3 separate regions of the Gasterosteus aculeatus genome follow, and all the other regions are linked to region 3. Evidence: chromatin contacts called from public Hi-C data. All regions are on one chromosome and are shown on one strand. Each heading gives the region's core, a stretch centred on a gene start, on an enhancer-like site or on the middle of the called end of the contact. The rest is flanking DNA. Distances are from core to core; before and after follow the strand shown.

Evidence for each region. A called contact is a pair of places that touch in the nucleus more often than the background predicts.
Region 1: a contact with region 3 is called in a Hi-C map of skeletal muscle, with 15 times the contacts expected there. The contact joins two enhancer-like sites. A contact is called at or near these places in 3 of 6 Hi-C or Micro-C datasets (skeletal muscle and whole body).
Region 2: a Hi-C map of whole body shows a contact between it and region 3, with 4 times the contacts expected there. The contact joins two enhancer-like sites. A contact is called at or near these places in 3 of 6 Hi-C or Micro-C datasets (skeletal muscle and whole body).

The regions. Positions count from the first base shown.
Region 1 is chr8:6,730,232-6,734,655 of fGasAcu3.hap1.1, reverse strand. No RefSeq gene overlaps it. Among protein-coding and RNA genes, the nearest start is that of pde4dip, 11 kb to the left of the region's middle. Within about 2 kb of position 2,260, at least 2 of the 9 cell types and tissues checked have open chromatin away from gene starts, as enhancers often do.
Region 2 is chr8:6,763,319-6,768,175 of fGasAcu3.hap1.1, reverse strand. It overlaps pde4dip (phosphodiesterase 4D interacting protein), which reads right to left. Exons shown (of 44, transcript XM_078107906.1): 4 at 255-365. Among protein-coding and RNA genes, the nearest start is that of pde4dip, 22 kb to the right of the region's middle. Within about 2 kb of position 1,770, at least 1 of the 9 cell types and tissues checked has open chromatin away from gene starts, as enhancers often do.
Region 3 is chr8:6,645,394-6,650,249 of fGasAcu3.hap1.1, reverse strand. kifap3a (kinesin-associated protein 3a) reads left to right here. Exons shown (of 20, transcript XM_078107905.1): 20 at 3,978-4,856. The coding sequence ends at 4,077. Among protein-coding and RNA genes, the nearest start is that of ntmt2, 21 kb to the left of the region's middle. Within about 2 kb of position 2,524, at least 1 of the 9 cell types and tissues checked has open chromatin away from gene starts, as enhancers often do.

The DNA of each region.
Region 1 (4,424 bases), core at 1,011-3,510, 85 kb before region 3:
AGTCACAAACATTGACCACGTCCACACAGACGTGTACTCGACTTGGAACAGCATGTATGGAGAAATGTACCCAAGACTCACAGCTCAGAAGGTATTTGTGCCGATGCAGGAGTTGTATCTTTGAAAAAAAAAAAAATGAATGAATTACATAAAAGAAAAAAGAAAACAGTCTGTGTGAGTCCGGCGAGGTTGTGATGGTAGGAAGCGATAACTGGAACTAGAAAATCAAAGCAACAAAGCAACTGTCTCACCAACCTATTCCTCAGTGCTGACTCGTGTTCGCTAATCAGGCATTAGAGTCAACGCCATTGTTAAATGAGGACAATACAAACATTTCCTCTCGGCACGGAGCCCATCAGGCGCCTGCCACTTACCCTAAATGGATAATTGAGAAAAAAATAAACTGTGAGGTCCACTTGCTGCGGGCCAACTAGATCTGCAAGTTAATGTGTGAGTGTAGGGTGAGTGTGTGTGTGTGTGTGTGTGTGTGTGTGTGTGTGTGTGTGTGTGTGTGTGAGAGAGAGAAAGAGTCAGAGAGGCGAGCGCATGCACAGCCACCAGTGGAGGAAAATTGAAGGCAGATTTTCCAGCGGCAGGCGTTGGCTCCAAATTGCTCGTTTTGGACGGGGAATTTGCTCTGGCACAAGATGTGACAATGATATTCATTTCAGAGCTCACCCCCATTTATACAGAGCCGAGCGCGTACACGTACACGCATAAACACAGGCCCAGCTGAACCGAAACTATTACAGAAAACTCAAACTGCCTTCAAAGGAGAAAAAGAAACATTCCTCATAGCCTCAAGTTTAGGCACTGATCAAAAGGCATATAAACTGTAGCCCGCTCTTATGCTCGCTCTCTTACACACACACACACGCGTATGTTTGGACGTCCACATGCCCAGACCTGTAACATGTGCCCGCATTGGGCTGATTTGATCCAAGCCCAGTGTCGTGTTTCTCCGAATAATCATCTCCAACTGGCCGGCCTGGAGCCCATTACAGGAAACTCCACTCCAGATGGAGTTTGTAGTTTTGCTCCTCTCGGCCTCAGTCAGCAGCTCAGAGGAACATGGGAGGAAAACGAAGAGATTAAGACACACATGCATCATTTCGTCACAGGATAGCAACAGTTTCTTGCGTTGAATCTAGATTTGTATGCAAGATGGTATTTCACCTTTGTATTGCTATTGTCTTATGTTTGTTGGCATTTTTCTCTTGATACGTCATTATTAGAGTTCATAAAAAGGTCTTTTACATAGTCATTTAAATGTGTCTTCTGTTCGTAAAACAAAGACATTTTAAACTTCAGATTGGCTTTTTCCCCAGAAGTAAAAAGAATATGTATGGAAAAAAGGTCTTGTTTATATTCCTGTTGATATTCCAGGCAGTGAAGTGTATTTTTGTGATTTTTCTTCAGAAATTTAGGGACTGAATCAGCACTATTATTTATCGTATCTTTTGAAAGGATTGCCTTCCTACCAAAGTATTTTTCTCTGTAATCCAGTAGTTTAAAGTCTTCCACAGTGCAGTTTATTCACTTTATTTTAACATGTGGGTTCAACTGCGAGGCTCCATCAGTCCATTGTGTGTTCTACTTGCTTCTTTCAAGATGCATCCGGAGATCATTCTTCAGGTTGATTTCTAACTAAATATCAGAGAGTTATTTCTGTTTACTTTAGCTTTAGTTTTAGTTCATATACAGACACTACTTGACAATATTAGCTTGTTAGCTGCGCAGCATTTGCTCACTTTAGCGGCTCTTTCCTTCCTGCGGTCAGGATCTTCTCCTAATCTTCACCTATGTGGACCATCAATGTCCAGCAGAGGGAGTAAGACAGCTGATAATCTGAGACTCCCTGTAAAGGTTAACAATGGACAGACACTCACGTTTCCCCTTTCGAGGTGATCACAAGTCACGGTTGTCTCTGAGCAACAAAACTCAGATGTTGGTCGATTTTCTTTTTCCCAACAAAGCTTCTTGCTTCTGATACTTTAAGCCTGACAGTTGGAGGTTGAGCCGATGGAGATGGATGGATCTGCAGCTCTGATCCTCACACCGTGACGTCAGATGCAGCTGAGAAAGGCCAGAGGTTCGGACAGTAGATACCAGCTCAACAGGCTCGGCTTATAATCTGATAACGGTGCCCCTCTTTTGAAGAGACGCTTTTAAAGCAACACAACCATAGCAGATCGGAGGGCCTGTTGGAGGAATAATGTCCCGTTCCCCGTGTTCAGTAAATGTCTGTGCTGCTGAGACCTCTCACATGTTGCATTAACGTGTTCTGCTGCGAGAGGCCGGACATCCTGTAAGTCCTCCCAACACTGAATATAGTCTGTGTGCCATGAGGGAATTTGAACTCTGGAGATGATTATACATTACGGGTTTCTAGAAGCTCACGTCACGTTACTCACCATAATTGTTGTTGTTTCTGGTTGTTGCGCTGGCGGTCCTCAGCAGAGAATTAAGATGCTAATTCACCCAGGGACAGAACGCTTACAACAGCCATTTAAGCCAAGCCAGTAGCTTTTATCACACCATAATTAAGTTACTCAAGCTATCTTTGTCACTGTGTTGCATGCAGCAAGGGAGAAAAAACAGCATTTAGGTTTTCACCTAAAAAACCTAATCCTGCGCTTTTGAATCTGAATGTGTTCCTACCTCCACTATATAATCTATCATTATATAATCTGGTCGGCTCGATCCGACACGCCTGACTTCCTTCAACCCATTATTTCACCAAGCAGCCTCAGCTGGTCTCAACAGAGAACCTGGACAACTTAGCATTAACATGCAGTGCCAAGAATTTTAAATACAAGTGAAGAATTTATTTTGAAAAGCAAAAACATTCTGGTGTCCAAGTCACACAAAATCATCTTTCTCACAGAAAAGCCTCAAGAGGTGAGCGTGCTTGAAACAATACAATTGGAATTATATTGTCAAACTGCATATAAAGTCAAGTTGTTTCTTTCGTTTTCAACGTCCTCGCTGGTGCAAAAAAGCCCGCCGGCGTTGATCTCTGTGTCTGGATTCAGCGCCTTGAATCGCAGAAGTGGGAAAAATATGCTGCCTTCGGTCTTTCCCACGAATGGTGTCAGAAAAAGCTGAGTGAAGCATGGAAATAAGGGCTCGAGAGGGAGAAAGCTCCGAACTACTCTCTGCTCCACACGCCGACTGCTGACGCGTGGGTGAAGGGTTCTGTTGTGGAAAGTGACTAAAACGGTTCTACCGAAACACATAAAGTCACAATAGGACGGGACGTCTTTTGTTGGAAGCCTTTACTTTGTGCCCCGCCGCCTGAAACACACACTATTCCTGCATTGGCACGGAGCACTTCCACGGGGGGAAAATTGTGCTAAGCGTCTCCAAAAATGAAGCCAGAGTTCTCCTTTAAAGTTTACATGGTCTTCAGTTTCTAAGAGAATTTAATGACCTCTGAGCCCATTAAACCGTTGTGAAATGTATCCCTTTAAAAGTAGTATGTTAATCAGAAAAAAAACAGGTAAGCATGTTTTTAATGGGGGGAAAAGCAGCCAGATTGTCTCACTTCCTGAGAAAAAGAACTAAGCGCTGGTTGGCAATGAGCGTGCAGTACACATGGTCATCAGCGTAACCTTGAGATGGCAGTTTCAAGCTAATTATGTTTCCTTTACAATCCAACAGAGGGTGTATTGGAGCCCGCATCTGTGTTTAGGAAAAGTGCGTAATAATAGTGACTTAATCACACAAACAGTGCAACCTCTCAGTCAACTTGACTCTGCGTGGAAACTCATCTCGGGAAATTCTTTTGGTTGTTCACCCAAACCACACACTGTTAACAGCTGTGCAGTATTTCACTCGAGCTGCTCGTAGATTTTCTCTCTTTCTCCTTTTCGTTTTTTCTCGTGCCGAGCTCTTTTGCAAAAAAAAATAAAAAAAGGGTCATTAATGCAGTATTTTCTGATGGTGTGGCGGATCCCTGCGTGCAGAGGAGGAGAAAGCCGGCGTCGAGCAGAAAAGAAACAAAGAGAATAAAAGAGGGGGGGGGCAAGAAAAGAAAAAGGTGGATGTTTTAGGGGAGAAGGGTCAAGAAAGGCTCTCGTTGCAACTGCTCTCACACACACACACACACACACTCTGCATGCAGACTCCCCGCCCCTCCCTCGCTCTGACTGTCTCCGCTGTAATGAGCTCCAGATGTGTTGCTGAGGATGGGGTGGGTGGGTGAAGGCGAAGGAGGAGGAGGGGGAGCAGTAGAAAGAGCGCTGGTGGTGGTAGCGGTGAAGAAGGAGGGGGGGAGGAGGGGGGGGGTCTCTGCCTTGCATGTCATGTGCTCAGGCGAGGAGAGACGCTGTCCGAGGGGACGCTGTCAGGCCTGATAGAGTGGCTGGCCAGGGCCTGGGGGTGAGTATGCAGGCTGGGAGGGGGGAGAGGGGGTGGGGGCG
Region 2 (4,857 bases), core at 521-3,020, 120 kb before region 3:
CCATAGTGGGTGATAGGCCCGAAGGAACTGCATCATCTCAGAAAACAGCTGCACAGGCAGAAATGTATGACTGACAGCACTGCATGAACTGTTGCAGAGCAGCCTGAGACCTTCTGTCAGTGCTAATAACTGTCAAAGACGAACCTGCAGCTCTGGACAACAACCAGGCCGCCTGGACTGCAGAGCCGATGCAGGAAAGCATCCAGAGCACGGGTCTGATAGCTCCCAAAGCATAAATGTGTGTCCACACTCACCCTTTTGTGCACGCCATCACTGCTCTCCTCAAACTTCTGCTGGATCTTCTCCTCCAGGAAGTAGATCCGGAGCTTCAGGCTGAAGTTCTCCTTCTTCAGGTCGTTCAGGTGCTGCGAGATAGTGCGGCAACCGGGGAAACCAGCGTTAGACATGGCGACAGGTGGCTCCGTCGTAGGGGGCATGGCAGCCCCCCATTCAGTACCACGCAGTATGTGAAAAGACAGGGCTGAAGAAACAAGCTCTCCCAGTGATACGGAACCCAGATGATCCGCTCTCCCCTGCTGTCACACATCAACAGGCAGGAACAGGGACAGAGATGGAAGCATTAAGGGATGGCACGCAGGCAAGGGACGGGACGGGACGGGACGGGAGGGGGGTTCTATTTTAAACCATAAGGAAGTTATGCCAAGAATCTATGGCAGGAGTGTATTTGTTGATAAAAGTCTATGAACATTCAAACTTTCAAATGTGTGGGAGACGTGATCGGTTTAAATAAAGAAACAAAACATCTTTACCAAAGGGAAGGGAAGAGGAAGTTAATGTTAAAAATGTAAAAATCCTAACCAAGGCGATTTAACACATCCTAAAACCATGAGAAAAGAAGTACGGGTTCTGCTTAAGATCTCCTGCTCCAACATAGCGATGGATGGAAGGATTACAGCCCATCGACAGAAGATGAGATGTATAAAGTCAAATCATATTACGAGTCCAAGGCCCACAAAGGACAACTGGTGAACAGTTTCCCTGAAGAGAAGCCTGAGAGGTCTGAGTGTGACTGACAGCTGCTGAAGCACCAGTTATTCAAAGTTATGTGGGAGAACAAGGAGGCTGCAGTGGTGGAAGAAGCCAAAAGGCTTATTCCCTTATAATATCATCCCATGGCCATGATGGGAAATGTCATATGATCGAGGAAAGACGGGATGTAGAAGAGCTGAGGGAAGACAACCTGAGAGAAGCACTTGGACTGAGGAATTATGGGATGGCAAAGCTCCCTTTGTTCCATGGCTTGGTCATGCTGTGATTTGGTGATTTGTACATCAAGGATGTCAAGATGTCTATTCAGATTATACTGCAATATATAACAAGTAGTTTTTTTTCTGTTTAAATTTGTCTCCATAGGTTTGGAATGAGTGTATTTCATTAGAGGGTGATTCTATATAAAGTTTTACAATGACGGTGACGCAACGCATCTAACGTAACCAAGATGTCAAAAAACCTTCCCTTACTTCTTGTCAGCTGCAAGAAAGCAAAACTAAACTTCCTGTCAGATGAGCTAACATAAAAGAAAGCAATGGCCCTGACGCTCCTTTAAACAACTGCAGAACCAAATAGACCAAATATGAATTCTTCATGAGTTAAATACAAAAAAGCCCATCTAGACCTGCAGGTATGATCCTTGTTGGTGAACCCCGAGTGTGACCACGGGGAGGCGCTTATGCTCTACCTGAGACCTCTGGATCAGCATCTCTGCAGATCCAGGGGCTATTTGCAGAGGCGCTGCCCTGCGGCTGTCACTGTGGAATGCTGAGGTGGTGAGACATTGCTGATCACACACTTGCAGGAACGTCCTAACGGCTGGCACGCAGCACGAGACGGACCGACGGCGGATTACAGCCACACACATCGAACGCGGCAACACATGTTGTCTTCACATTCTGCACATTCATGCGCACCAGAGCGACATACAGATAGAAGAGAAAGTACAAACAGATGGTTTGATGGTGAAATAGTTTGACAGAAAATACAAAGAAGACACTGCACAAACACACATAACTGATTATTGTCTATTATGTTCAAGCAGAATTTCTTAGTTTTTCTTTTAAAATGTCTTTTTGTGTAACACTGATACAGACCACAAAATGATGACTGCAGTTCTGCATAAAACAACCACACATCTGTTTTTGGTAGGGCCCAAATCTGTCATTAGTGTAACGATAGCCTTTATTTTCCTTTCAATTCAACTTAGTCCATCATTTTAGGATTCAAGCCCGGCTTGCATAAAAAAAAAACAGTGTGAACATGTGGCTTTTAGTCTAATAACAACTACACTGAAGCATTTACGCAGCAGAAACACAGGCATTAGTTACATTAATACAAAACATCCATAGTACAATGAAGTATATATATATATAAATACTAATTTTAAAACTTTAAAGAGTGAATAGTATTGATATACAGTGTTGATGATTTACTCTTTTATAAATAATAATAACTATGTACAGTATATATATATATATATATATATATATATACATACATACATAGTTATACAAAGAGTAAAGCTGTTAAAAGCAACATGAATAGAAACTTAAAAAATATATTATAATTGTGAGGAATAGGATGTTATCTATTCAATGAATTATCATTTTCAAAAATAAATAAATAAACGAATAAATATATTTATGTATTTTAATCCATTCATTTACCTAGGAATTGCTGTATAATTGTGAAAAATGCTTATCACAAGGTCCCAGAACCCGAAGCTTCCTCCAAAAACACAATTTACAGTAATAGAAAACATTGTCGTCGTTGTAATGATTGTATATATTTTCATATATAGTAACAGTTTGTAGATGCATATGTAAGGAAACCAATGTCAACGCTGCACTGCTGTGTGCACCTCAGAGCACACTAATGTGCACACGTCAAACATTTGTAAATGTTCAAATTGCAATAAGTGTGTGTCAAAAATGAGTCTGTCATGTAATTGTGAGAACTCAATGTTATTCACAGCTTTAGGATGTGCACATATTTTTGGCCACATTAGGTGCTGCACATCCAACCTCTAGAAACACTCAAAGCGTCCTCAGAGCACCCGGGAAAGAGCAACAACGGCTTTGTTGTGAACACATGAGCCAGAGGGATGTGAGACCGACCCACACGTTTACATGACAACACTGTAAACTATACACACAATATAAAAATCTCAATGAGTTGAAAAACACAAAACCAGAATAATTCGTCGAAAAGATTTTTGGTTTGCCGTCCCCTTTGGGATACACGTTGTAATAGGTGATGAATGATTGAAAGGGGACGCACAGACACACACAGGTGCATCACCAACACTGCGGACTAATCGACAGCTGACGAGAGTCGGAGGTCGGAGTTGTCGTCTGGAGGTCACACACTGCGGGGAAAGACTGAATTTATTACAACAAGACATTACCGCAAGATTAAATCACCCTAATTCTGCAGGGATTTTCCATCATCAGCGCATAATCCATTACAAGACCCGGGGGTGGAGGAGTTGTTGGTGAGAAGCAAGAGTAAAAGTTCTTTTACAGGCTCGCGACGCTTCAACCTTTACCTCACTGCGTGTTTTTACTACTCTGTCCACCCTCCCTGCTCCTCTGCCTCTGCATGCACCGTTTGAAGGCTTACTAACCCCGAACCGTCACCTTTGCGTGCAGAGAGGTTTAAAAACCCATCTCCACAGGAGCAGAAGTGTAATCGGGGGCTTGCATGTGACTCTGCATGCGCGCGCGTGCTTCGGATTGGCAGAGCGCTGGGAGTTTTCCCCCCATTTACCGGTAACAGGAGCTCCTTGATGCCAGCTAGCTTGACATTTTCCAGCCCTGCTCTCCGGCAGCGCCAAACCCCCCTAATGCAATTCTGCAGGGGGAACGTCTGATTGTGTTTATTGTGCTGCCACGGTCCACGGGAGACATGGCGGTTTGAAATTTGAATTTGTAAACCTGATTAACTCATCAAGGAGAGCCACTGAAAATATTCCCGGGAGCTCATTTAAATGTGCGGACAGAAAGAAGGGAGACACTGTAGAGCACTATGGACTGCGGCATGGTTTAATATAATAACACCACGTGCTATATTTAGAATTCATACAGCAGTAGAAGAAGATGTTGACCGATGTTCTTTTGCTTATTTTACAAGATTAGAAGATTGATCTTGTGCCTTTGTGTTCAGGGCAAAGATGGAGTCTGGATGTGGCCGAGTAGTGGGCAACAGCTGTAGCTTTGCTGCGTCCGAGCAAATTCCGTCCAGTTTGTTTAGTCTGCGCAAGAAAAGAATTGTAAAAAGGACCAGTTGTCGCTCGTGTGCTGCTATAATTGTGCAGAGACCAAAGCCAAATATTGTGCTGGCTGACAGTAACTGGCAACAAAAAAGGAACATGCTTCTATCTGTCAGTATTCTTACCTCAGTACCCGTGTTTAAAGGCAAAACTGCTTAATTAAAGCTAATGCCAACAGTTGGGTCATCAACCTTTTGGCGTAAATAATCACAGGTTTTTATAAGCAAAAGGTGAAATGTGCACACACAATAGAACAAACACGATTTGTGTTCGGTCTCAACACCTCAAACCTACAATGACACAACTTATTTGGCTACTTGATAAAAGCGACATTGAGCCAATCAAAAAATATGTTTTAATGGAAACTATTGGGGCGGGTACCATTATCAAAGCTGCAAAGACAACAACGCACAAAGCAGTTTCTTCTCAATTTAAAACAACAAGATGTGTGATGATTTGACTTGGAGGTCTCGCTGCTGTTATTAGTGATAATAATGCCGCAGAGACTGTGAGCCACAATGACCACACACACACACACACAACTGTGTCCATTACAAATAACACAATCACGG
Region 3 (4,856 bases), core at 1,275-3,774:
CCAGGATGAATATTTCACTTGTTGTTGAGAGCTTGAATCCAACGAGAGAAGAATCCCGATCTCACTTCACTTTCTTCTTTATTGTCTGTTTCTTCTCTCATTCCGTCAGTCTCGCTCTCTCAGCGGCGTAACCGAGACCTTTTAAATATAGAGGGAGCGCCGGGGGAATCGCCGTCTGAGAGACTGTTTTAATTTGTCCGCTGTACTCTGGAGTGATCCAGGTTAACATAATAATCCAAGCCGCCTATTTTAAGCTACGTGTGAAACATGGTGTGAATGGGGCCTTTTTATAAATGGACGTAGTTCTGTACAATCACTGTTATTTGCATGAATATTTTAGAATGAACTATATACAATGAACTTTATTATCAGCTGACTTCACATCAATGGAAAGTATGTGTGATATGTGAAGAAACTCTAGTTTAGATTCTTCCAAAGCAAATATAACATTTTTTAAATGAAGTCCTCAAAACTAATTGTTCAATTCTGAGCAAAGGGATCCATCCATCTCACCGATACGTGAAGAGGAGTCAGTAGTTAGAACAGGGTGCTGCTCAGTCCTTCACATTCACATTTCTTCATCCTTCGTAAGCAGATTTTTTAACTTTAACTTTAAAATGTATTTAATATCCATAATACTAGTAGCACACTACTCCATTTTATGTTTATGAGACTTTAGTATATATGATTATATACATTCAGTCGTATTATAAATGTTTATTTATGCTAATTTAGTTCCAGTGGAGTTTGTTAGAATTCTAGATGTTTTATTTTTCATAAATATTTTCTGGACAGTTGATCATTTAGACAAAGCATTAAATGAAGAGACACAGAGACATCAGCCCAACGATCTTTCAGTTGAATATTATTAGTCAGCTCTGATTCCATTTTTAAATCACACACTTTGAGGACAAATGTACAGTTTAAATTGAGAAGAGTGGTGGAACACAGTACTAGTACTAGTACTAGTACTAGTGTGCACCAGTAAACAAGCCAACGGGAGGATCACTGAGAGCCCGGAGAGGCTATTAGGATGTGACGGGGCGCCGAAGGAAAGTAGCAAGGTGCAAAATATACGAAGGGGAAGGAGAAGCGGAGCGGCACCGCGATCCGGTGAGACGTTGAGATTGGCAGGGAGGACGGAGGTGGAGGACGCGAGGCCTGGTTACTTACCCGCGTGTTGGTTAGCAGTAACCTGAGCAGTGGCAGCAGGGTGAGATCAAAGCGGGGGCCTTGCAGTAGACAGACATAGTGGTGTGTGGGGGGGGGGGGGGGTTCGGGACGTGGGGTGGAGGTCACGCCAAAGGAGGAAAAAGGCCTGATTCCCTTTTCCTGTTCGCCACCAAGGAATGTCCTCTGCGGGATGGGACGTGTCCCCGCCGACTCCTGCAGCCGCTCCTCTGGGGCCAAACTGGCATTTGTGGAAACACCGGGGCCCCTTTGTCTCAGCGACCCCCAACCGCCCGCCTCATTTGGCCGACGTGTCTCGACACACACTGACACACGTGAAGTGAATTGCGGGGGACAGACAGGTTGATTTGCATGTATCATAATGAGGAATATCAGCAGCTGTGTCGGCCGTCATTCATGGCGTCCAGAACCACAGGGCTCGAAAAAGAAAATCAAAGCGTGATTAAAAAGCATCACTTACCCGGTGGGATGAATTACATTTCCTCAGTCACAGTGTTTTTGAACTTCTGCCTGCGACGGGAGCTTTTCCGTTGACGCCGGAGTACGATTTGACTCCAGATCGACATTAGAGCCAGTGGGTCTGTAGAAAAAGTTACACCATATTTAATGGTTCAGTTTTCATAGTATTATTTCATGGTTCTCCTTCGGAGTGCCGCTCAGGTCAAAATGGCAGTTTCTGGTTTCATCACTAATCTTGAAACAATCTAGTCAATCATTAGCGCTTGTAACTGCTAGCTTCAACTTCTTCACAATCTCCGAAATTAAATGTTAATCTACATTTTGCAAAGGAAAACACAACATTTTATTACACATCCCTGTAATTTATTGGCAGTCTTGAGTCAATGTTTGCATTTGAAGTTGAATCAGACAGTTGATGATTTGTCAGCTGTCTGTCAAACCCCCTTTTAAGGGTCTCTAGATAGATCTGACAGAAGTGTGAAGAACAAACTTAAATTGCACATAAATATGTTCAGTAGGCCTTTCTTTAATCTGCCTGAAATATTAAACTAAGACAATCTAGTCGCAATGTGTTTCACCTGGTTGGAACCTGCACACTCAGCATGGCACAAGAGATATTAAGAAGTCGGTTTGGCCATAAATACCCAAATCTTCTAATTGAATTCTATGTATAAAATGAATTTAATAGCCTTCACGGTTTAGGTTAAAAACTTTTAAACCTTTTCTGATCAGCCCATAATCTAAATGCTCACAGTTACTATTCTGTGAACCATCAAAGCTTTCCAGTCTGAACTTCAGGATACGAGTCGTGAGCAGCCAGCCAGCCAGTCAGCCATAGAAACAGGCAGACGTGCAGGCGGGCGGGCGGATGCTGTGACTCAGAGCTCCACTGTTCCTCCGGCCTCTTTTAGCCGCGCGCTCAAATCCCCCCTGACAGCCGTAGCGTGCGGAGAGGAAAAAGACATATTTCTGCCCAGAGAGATGGTGGTTGGAGGAGGGGGGTGGGAGGGGGAGTAAGGGGCAGCAGGGGGCGAAGTTAAAATGGAGAGGAGGTGGAGGAGGGGGTGGTGGATATGCTGCAAGCTGTGTAACTGATCGCTGGAAGTGATTTGGCTAAAAACAACACGTCATTATAGGCGCTTGCAGGGGCAAAGCAAACCGCTCGTATTTTAGACAGGCGAGGGAGGAGCGGCGAGGAGAGGGAGAGACGGGGGGGGGGACGTGGTTGTCGTCCGTCGGGGCCCCGGTTTCGCCCATCCACCGCCGCATCCTGCCGAGGTGGCAAGGGGGCCGTTGCAGTTGACCCCGAGCCCCGCCGCCGCCACCAGACACAAACCCAAAAGTCAGAAGATGTCAGAAGATGGGGCGTCAAACTGGACCCCCGCCCTCCGCATCGCCGCGGTAACCCATTTGCACGGTGCAGATACGGTGCCTTTTATCACCCCCCTCTACAGGCCTCCCGTTGCCAGGCACAGGGCGGCCAGGTCCTCCAGGTTTGGCCGTCAGCCTTCGGCCTCCGTCACGCCGCCGTGTTTTGACATCTTTCCGGGTTGTTTTGGGTTTTTACGGCTTGGCTGCTCCGCTGTTTACCCCTCCGGCCATTAGCTGCCTGTAACTCACACACTCGTTGGGTGGACGTCCAGCACCTGCACCAGGCAGATGAATACTACATTAACTTTTGTGAGGTTTTTCTTTTTCTTCACCATGACTGATGGGTCCAGCCCCGGGGAAGTGTGGGGGGAGGCTCCACAGGGATGTCCGGTGTCAGAGCTCCACCTGGTGGTGGTGCAGGTGCTTTCTACGCTCCCGTTCAGGAGCACGAGTGACCTGGTTGGAGTCTCTGAACCTCGCAGTTGACGTTCCTGTTCTGGAGGGGGCTTTTTTTCATGTTGAAACAGGCACAGGCAAACTGTGAGCTCACTATTGTAGAAAATACACACAAAAAAACAAATAATTGAAATACAAATTTGAGGGATATTTAAGTAAGTGAAACTACTCAATTATGTCACAAAATTCCCAGTTGCTTTCTGCGTTTAAATTGACTTGCTATCTTGGCCGTTGGTGCTCACTTCTCGAAAGGATCAGTGCTGCATCATGTTCTTTGATCAGCTGACAGCCTCTGACCTCCACCGAATGGTCCCACCAACGGAGACGTGGAAGCAGGCCGCGCTTTGAACCCTTTCCTGCTTGTGTCCAACTTCGCTGCTGCTGCTTTTCGTCGTCACAATTGTCTCCGTTTCAGTCATAACCATGTGAAAGACTTGTTTTATATTTTGAGGGGTCACGTATTGAATTGTATTCATTTATTCCTCCGCTTGTCCTTTCAGTCTGTCGGAGCAGTTCGCCCCGGTAGATCGACCGCTCAACGCCTACGGCTTCCGTCCCGGTGAGGAGTTTTTCTACGACTACAACACGGCCTCCCGGTGAACCTGGAGCCTCTCACACACAGCACCACTGCACCCAGTGTGCTCCACTACAGCTGCGTGTTGAGCGTGGAGGCGCAGCTTCAACTCGCCTCTTCCCTGCACGCATCGCTTAGCAAGTCGTCACCGTGAAAGAATTATCCTCACAACCGTCGGTCACATGTGTCATGTTATATTATATAAACAGAATGCACTTAAAACAAAAACATATGAAGGTTGGTTTGGAGTTTTGAACTTTTATTCACATTTTGTGAATATTTGAATATTTTAAGAACCCATGCTGTGAACGGAAGCTTAATTTGTGTGTTTTGTGATTAACTGTATGACACTGTTTTGTCACTAAGATGTCAATTTAACACTGAAGTGCGTTTTTCTGGTTTTACCGTCAGGTTTGACACAACCGAATGTTTCTTTTGTGAATATAACCCGTGTAATGTGAGCGTTCATAAACCCAACATCAGGCAAAAAGAAAATACATGGAAAGATATCAGACAGAATTAAATGCATTTTCGGGAAATATTTTCAGTAGCAGATTAATCCACATGTTTTTCTCGGAGTACTTGTGGCATCACAATGTTTCACGTGTGATTCAGTCAAATAAACTAGTGTGTATTCATCGTGGTGAAGGAGCGTTTAACAGAGTACAACATCGTGACTCATTGATGTGTTTATAATGGAGCTCTATTGCTCAGGGGAGGAAAACACACACACGTTATGCATTCAAAATAGTTAAATAACGTTGTACTTGCAGTTTCATATTTTTGTTGATTTCCAAAGGAGATT